Linked DNA regions of Mustela erminea: region 2 is linked to region 1. A link is a contact called in public Hi-C data. All regions are on one chromosome and are shown on one strand. The core of a region is the stretch at or near the end of the contact, and the rest is flanking DNA. Distances in the headings are between cores, read along the strand shown. Region 1 overlaps LOC116590212. Region 2 holds the start of VCPKMT (protein-lysine methyltransferase METTL21D).

What was found. Hi-C and Micro-C count contacts between places; a contact is called where the count stands out from the background.
Region 2: a Hi-C map of fibroblasts shows a contact between it and region 1, with 6 times the contacts expected there. The contact joins the promoter of VCPKMT here to the enhancer-like site in region 1. A contact is called at or near these places in 3 of 3 Hi-C or Micro-C datasets (fibroblasts, skeletal muscle and spleen).

Annotation. Positions count from the first base shown.
Region 1 is chr5:98,874,181-98,878,127 of mMusErm1.Pri, reverse strand. LOC116590212 reads right to left here. Exons shown (of 4, transcript XM_032341819.1): 3 at 3,260-3,467; 4 at 2,711-3,079. The coding sequence ends at 2,711. Among named protein-coding and RNA genes, the nearest start is that of NEMF, 12 kb to the right of the region's middle. Within about 2 kb of position 2,622, the one cell type or tissue checked has open chromatin away from gene starts, as enhancers often do. A contact at or near this core is called in fibroblasts, where this site is marked.
Region 2 is chr5:99,079,029-99,082,933 of mMusErm1.Pri, reverse strand. It overlaps VCPKMT (protein-lysine methyltransferase METTL21D), which reads left to right and starts at 2,623. Exons shown (of 8, transcript XR_004285976.1): 1 at 2,623-3,432; 2 at 3,524-3,634; 3 at 3,802-3,874. SOS2 (son of sevenless homolog 2) reads left to right here. Exons shown (of 22, transcript XM_032344177.1): 22 at 801-2,526. The coding sequence ends at 1,310.

The DNA of each region.
Region 1 (3,947 bases), core at 1,373-3,872:
GTTAGTGGCAAAAAGCAACCTTAGCTTGACAAGAGCTAGGCCTCCAGGACCCTGTAAGTCTTCTTTAAAATATGAAAATCCTTTTGGAAACTTCTGCCCCCACCAACTTAAAAGCATATAGCCAATCTCTCTTTACAATCCCAGTGCAGCTCTTTCTGCCCATGGGTCCTGTCCTCTGGGCTTTAATAAAACCACCATTTTTGCACCGAAAATATTTCACGAATTCTTTAACATTTGTTCTTAGACCCCACTTTAAATCACATCTGTCTCTAAGTGGGGCTTCATCTGTCCAGTTAAAAATTTATTAGGTAGTAAAAGGTGAGAACAGACAGGGACAGCTACCGTTCTGCCATATTTGCCCCACTGCCTTCCAATGAATTCTTGCTTAAGAGGAGTTCTTTTACTTCAGTTTACACATAGCCCTTATTGCTGGTAATTGAAGTACCCTAACCGATGTCTCATTCTTCAGGCCCCATTTCAAATGACACCTTCTCAAGGAGGCTTACCTGACTACTTTCTCTAAACTATGTCCCTCCCCCATTCCTGCCATTGTTGTTTTTCTCCCAGCACTTTGTTTCCTGCATGGCCCTTATCAGAGCATATGTATATACTGCTGGGCTTTTTTAAAAAAAGATTTCATTTATTTATTTGACAGAGATCACAAGTAGGCAGAGAGTCAGGCAGAAAGAGAGAGAGGAAGAAGCAGGTTCCCTGCCGAGCTGAGAGCCCAATGCAGGACTCGATTCCAGGACCCCAAGATCATGACCTGAGCTGAAGGTAGAGGCCTAACCCACTGAGCCACCCAGGCACCCTATACTGCTGTGTTTTTTGTCTCCCCCAAATGTCTTTTTTCATCACCACCACATCTTTATCATCTAGCACAGAGCCTATCATTGGATAGGCAAGAAAAAAAAATCTGGTGGTAAATGAATAAAACAGTGGTCAAGGATGACTGAGAGAGCTCTGAAATGACAAACTAAATAATTATATTAGTAAAGAGTGAGAATATAGGAAATTGAGTGGGCAAGTTTAGAGGTAAGGATCAGAAGATGGTTAGGTTTGCTTGTACAAGTTGAATTTGAAGTTTTGAATGATTTTAAGATGATATCCAGTAGCCTGATAAAACTATGGCTTTCCAGAGCTTCAGACTGGAGCTATAGAATTGAAAGCCCTGAGAGATGATGAGATCACTTGTGAAAAGTATAGCAAGAAAATAAAGGTTTAGAAGGTTTAGAGTTGGCAGAGGAAAAACTGGCAAAGCTTGGGAGGACCTATCAGAGGCTGTCAGCAAGAACCAGCGAAAATAAAATTTCAAGGAGGAGGTGGTGGTCACAAATAATACAGATGGGGGGTGATAATTTATCATAAGGGGTGCCTGGGTGATTCAGTGGGTTAAAGCCTCTGCCTTTGGCTCAGGTCATAATCCCAGGGTCCTGGGATTGAGCCCCGCATCAGGCTCTCTGCTCATTGGGGAGCCTCCTTCCTCCTCTCTCTCTCTCTCTGCCTGCCTCTCTGCCTACTTGTGATCTCTGTCTGCCAAATAAAAAAATGAAATCTTTTTAAAAAATTATGTCACGTAAGTCTTAATGGGTCCCTAGATCTGCCAGTTAGGAGCGTAGGTTTGAGAACCTTAGTAGAATAGTTTCAGTGGGTCAGTGGACTGTGGACTGAAGATAGAATGTTAGGAGCTGAATGTAGTAATTGTAGAACAACTTTTCAAAAAGTGCAGCCATTAAAACAACACACATTTCATTTGGAAAAAGCAGCAAAGTCAAAGGAGAGTTCTTAAGATGAAAGAAAACTCAGCATCTCTTTAAACAAGTGAAAGAGATAGGATGAGTATGGAAATGACTGAGAAATTTTTACCTACTGGATTTGAGGTAGGAAGCTACAACAGAGTTGTACATTCTTGAAGATGTAAACACAGATTTGGAGGAGGGAGTAACAAGGACTTGATAAAGTTTTCTGATGGCCTTAATTTATCTATGAAAGTGGGAGTCAAGTTCTGTGATAAAATGAAGGTGGACGGGAAAGTTTGGATGGACTATTCTAGGAGAAAAGAGGAATGGGAAAGATTGTGACAGGGCAAATAAAAGGTCTGGTGGTTGCAGATCCACTATGGTTGGAAATCCTTTTTTCCTTCTTCCTCCTACCCCTTCCTAACTCAAACTTGGTCCAAAAAGGACTCCAGGCTGACAAATCCTAATCCTTGAGCTCGTCTACCCAGATAGACCTTTCTCCTACAATAGCCGGCAATGAACATGCGGGGGCTACGAAAGCAGACTATTCACTTAAACTCCCTTCATTTCAGTAATGAAAAGTGAGTGGGCCTCCGACATTTTTGCAGACCCCCCAGCCCCCTTGCTACGACAGGTTATACTTTGTACAGCTGTACGGCAAAGGGACCGGCTTGCTATGGACAATGAGACTTTTAGTGACAGATGGTTCCCTCGTAAGTAACTTCCCCCCAAAGTTGCAGGATGTGCGAAAGACTGGTTTAAGTACAAGAACACCGTGCTCGCAGCCAAACAGTCAGAGCCGAGGCCGGAACAGTGAAAGCGGCTTCACCCGCTCAGGGAGCAGTAGAGCCCGACCGCAAACCATCCCTGATGACGTCACACGGTCTCGGCTTCCGGCCCGCCTCATACTGGGCCTTCCCACTTTCGCGACAGCCGCAGCCCCGCCTTTGCTCCACCTCCAGGTAACGTCATCACACCACAGCTTCTAGTATCTCCTTTGCAAGCTTTCTGAGCGCCGGGCGCGGTGGCGCGCGCCTGTAGTCCCAGCTACTCGGGAGGCTGAGGCAGGAGGATCGCTTGAGCCCAGGAGTTCTGGGCTGTAGTGCGCTATGCCGATCGGGTGTCCGCACTAAGTTCGGCATCAATATGGTGACCTCCCGGGAGCGGGGGACCACCAGGTTGCCTAAGGAGGGGTGAACCGGCCCAGGTCGGAAACGGAGCAGGTCAAAACTCCCGTGCTGATCAGTAGTGGGATCGCGCCTGTGAATAGCCACTGCACTCCAGCCTGGGCAACATAGCGAGACCCCGTCTCTTTTGCCTCCTCTCTCCAGAAGTAGTCCCTACCTCCTAAAATAAACAGTAGGAGTTTGCCCCATTTATTTATGCATTTGGGAGTCTATAATCTGTATGTTAAAAATAAGTAAGATGTAACTGGTCTCTATTACTGGCTCCCTCTCCTCACTATTTGACGCTTGTCTTCCTATTTTCCGTCTCCCTTAGGGTCCAAGCTACCGGGTAACTTCGGATATTCGGCGGTCCAGAGCCGCCTCATCGCTGACCCCTACCGGACCATCGCCAAAAGTTCTTGGCGAAGGGCTGCTATCACCCTCGCAGCCAACAGGGGCTGCTCGTTTACTCGCCGCCCGTTGGAGAAGATCGCCTCGCGACAACACTACCAAAAATGCGTCCCGGTTCCCACGTTCTCCCGGCTGCGGTCCATCCAGCTTGCTGCTCTGTTACCACTGTTTCCCCGGACCTTGCCTCCCCACCTCCACCCACGGAATGTTACTTTCTTTCACCGCTGTTAACTCAAGGTTTTTGCTTTTCAAATGTTGCAGACGAAAGATCTGGCAAATCAGCAGTCTTTCCCCCCATGAATCCTTAAGCTCTGTCTGTCAACGGGTAGGAGTGAGCTTCCGACTGGGTGCCCGGCTACTCCCTCCTTGTAATGAGGAAAAAAATAAAAAAAATGAAGAGGCGCCCACACGCCTTTGTGAGAGCAGAGGTGAAGGGCCAGCATGGCAGAACGCCTCGCCCGGTCTCCCCCTTGATTTTTGGATTGCCGACAGCCGACGTTAGGGACGGAATTGAAGCGCAGGGAACCTGGAGCACCCTGTGCGCGGCTGAGTCTTGAACCCACTGTTGCAGAGAGCAAAACCTCAGCGCCCTGCTCCGAGCCGCACCGAAGAAGTCTTGTGTCCCGATCTA
Region 2 (3,905 bases), core at 1,374-3,873, 200 kb before region 1:
TAAAATAATTCTTATTCTTATAATAGTCTGTCAATTATAATTTGGCTACCCTTTATGATTTTTAAACACTTTTTTTTTTCTTGAAAAATACTTCAACTGCTCATTTCTCGTTAATATTTTTTTCTAAAAAGAGGCTGGGCAGATTCACAGATACTCATAAGTTTCCTTTCTGGTAGAAAGGGGAAAAACTTTAGTATTCAAAGCATTCTTCAAACTTTAAACCAGTACTTTGCAAACTTTAGGCTGCATCAGAATTCCCTGGGAGGCTTGTTAAAACCAGATTGTAGAGTTCCCATTCAGTAGGTCTAGGGTGGGACCCAGGAATCTGCATTTTTTAAGCAAGTTCCCTACTAGTACTGATGCTGCTGTTCCCTGGATCACACTTTGAGAACCACCACAGTAAGCCTCACTGGGGAAAGTTGAAGTAGATGGCCAGAAAGCAGAAGCTGGACATTGAGTTCCCTTGACATCATGTCCTTTAATGTGTACAAAGCTATGTATTCCTTTCACTCACTTGCCTATTATAGTTAAAGTGTGTAAATTTTTGAAAGGAGTATAAAGCAAGATAACCTGAGGCTTTATGTTCTAAGATTTCAATTAAAATATCTTATATATAAAAATATTAAACTAGGCACCAAATTAAATGGGGAGTATTTTACTCATGAATCTGATCATTAAATCAGATTAACCTATTTTGAGCTCTTGGATATAACTAAACAAGAATTTTTCAGTATTTTAAAGCTTAACAGATTTTTCAGGAGAATGGAGGTGTGAGTTAATTTTTTTTTTTTTTTTTTGAGGGAAATACGAAATCTGATGATGACCCCCCTGCTATTCCACCAAGACAGCCTCCTCCTCCAAAGGTAAAACCCAGAGTTCCTGCTCCTACTGGTACATTTGATGGACCTCTGCATAGTCCACCTCCACCACCGCCAAGAGATCCTCTTCCTGATACCCCTCCACCAGTTCCCCTTCGGCCTCCAGAACACTTCATAAACTGTCCGTTTAATCTTCAGCCACCTCCACTAGGACATCTTCACAGAGATCCAGACTGGTTCAGAGACGTTAGTACCTGTCCAAATTCGCCAAATACTCCTCCCAGCACACCCTCTCCGAGAGTACCACGTCGATGCTACATGCTCAGTTCTAGTCACAACAACCTTGCTCATCCTCAAGCTCCTCCTGTTCCACCAAGGCAGAATTCAAGCCCTCACCTACCAAAACTGCCACCAAAGACTTATAAACGGGAGCTTTCGCACCCTCCGTCATACAGACTGCCTTTGCTAGAAAATGCGGAAACTCCTCAATGACCTTAGCCATATGTAGTCATTGACACTGGAATGGTATTTGTAAAGGGTTTTTTTTAATTTATTCAAAAAGGTCATAGTATTTTAGTACTTTTTACAAATAATGCTCTTACAAAAATGCTACTGATCAAATAAGCTTTTAAATATTGGAAAAATAAAAATACAAAAGTCCTTTATCATTATCCTCAGGTGATCAGTAGCATTGCCTTGTCTTGGATCCTCAGTGCTGCCAAAAGGCCAGTATAAAGAATTTATATTTGCACTGTAGACTCTGCTAAAATACGGTTTAAAGTGACATTGATTGCACTGAAAGGGGATAGTGCATTTGTGGAATTTTTCAAATTTGGGTAATAGATGCCTTTTTAAGGCAATGAATTTACACAAATATAGGGGGTGTATGGTATTACTGATTTTTAAAACTCTTTGACCATCTTCAAGTTTTTACATTTAGGAGAATTGTGAAAAACACCCACTGTTCTTAAACTCTTTAATGCCATGTCTTAAATGCCAGAATTTGCTGCTGAAGACAAAAAACGGAAAATAGAATGAAAATAATAGAATGCACTGTAAATGTTTATTATTTTGTCAAAATGCATACAGACTACCTAACCAATCATAGAGGGAAAAAGGGCATGTATCTCATTCAGATGTGCCTTTTGTTTTTGCAGACTATGATGTCTTTAGCTCTAATGAGTTGCCTATTGTTTTGGAAAACAAAATTAATATGCCATGTATGTACAGTTTTGTTTATAATGTATATTTAAAAATAATGCTAATAGCCTATGTAAATTTAAGTGACTCCAGGCCTGTACTACAATCTGCTACTTTACTAATTCAGAAATTCAGAGGAAACTTTCTTATGGCCTAGGAACCAACTGCCTTGCCCTCAAAACCTAGCAACTTTCTCTATAAATCTCATGTAAACTAAAATTAAAAAAAAAATTTTTTTTTTTAGATTGGTAACATTTAAATCAGCAAACAAACATACTTAAAGCTTTATTAAACTTTTTATTCAGAGAAGTGAGTAAAAGTTTTATTTGCCATTTGGACTCCTGGGTTCAAAGTGATGAAAAAGCGTGTTTTGCTGATAGTGCTGTAGCAGCAGTTGTAAAGTAGCCAGAAGCCACCTTGTTTATTTACTGGTCTGTGGCCTTTTACTGTGCTTTGTATCAGAGTTCTTAACAAGATTAATAAATCACCCCAGTCTTAATTTTTAAAAGACTTTTAAATACGTGTTTTCATTATAAGGAACAAGTGGAGATATTCTTGAGTTCTGTGTAAATACATACAACCACATTATTTTCAATATTTGTGCAATTTATATAATCCCAAGGAATTTAAGTGATATAAATTTTATTAGGATAACTTTGTCTTAACTGTTAAAATGCAATCAGCAAGCTTCCAGCAACCATTTCTATGCATTCAGATGAAGAATTAGGAGCATGGTAGGAAACCCTTGATAAAAGAGGATTGTAGCCTCCCTGGTAGGACCTTGGAAGCTGCCTGGATTTAAGGCCAGTAACTACCGAGTAAAATTGGTCTCCAGGTAAAAACAGTCTTGAGTTTGCCTTTGTTTTTTAAAGAGGTGACAATATTAGCTTTGTTTGGAAGAGTGAAGTAAACTGCCCGATTGTAAAGCCAGGCTAAATTTAGAGGAGTGAGCCTGACCAACACCAAGAAGCGTGTGGCCTGGTGCTCCACCACGCCCAGGTAATGCTGCCTTCTCGGCCCTGTACTTTTGCGCATGCGCAATGGTGTCAACTTCGCCACTAGGAGGCGCCGGGCCCTCTTCAGGCCGGTCTTGGGGCGGTGCATGTGGCTGTGACGTCACTGCACGCGCCACATCTTGTTGCCCGGCAGCGATGGCGGCTTCTTTGGAGTCCGCGGAGGACCCACTGCGGAACTTTGTTCGAGTTTTGGAAAAGCGAGATGGCACGGTGTTACGACTGCAGCAGTATGGCTCCGGCGGCGTGGGCTGCGTTGTTTGGGACGCTGCCATTGTCCTTTCTAAGTACCTAGAAACCCCCGGGTTTTCCGGGGATGGGGCCCACGCTCTGAGCCGGCGGTCCGTGCTGGAGCTGGGCTCCGGCACTGGGGCCGTAGGGCTCATGGCTGCTACCCTCGGGTAAGAGCTGGTACAGGGGGGGCTGCTTTGTTCGGGAAATCCGGATTGCTGGTTTACCACGCTTGTGCCTACACTTCACGTTATTTTATAGGGCTGATGTTGTGGTCACAGATCTTGAGGAATTGCAGGACTTGCTGAAGATGAATATTAATATGAACAAGCATCTTGTCACTGGTTCTGTTCAAGCCAAGGTACTGAAATGGTTTGTATGGCCTTTCAGCTTGTTTTAAGATAACGATTCTATTTTGCTTTAAATTGCATTTCACTACAACCATAGTTAATACGAAGGGGACTTTCCAGAACTTGTTTATAAAACAGTGTTTTAAATTATTAAAGCAACAGTTAAATATTTTGGTTGATATTTTTAAGGGGGGAAGAAATAGAAGACTTTCCTTCTCCTCCAGACTATATACTGATGGCCGACTGCATATACTATGAAGAGGTGAGTATTCAGTGAGTGAAGTGTCTATCTT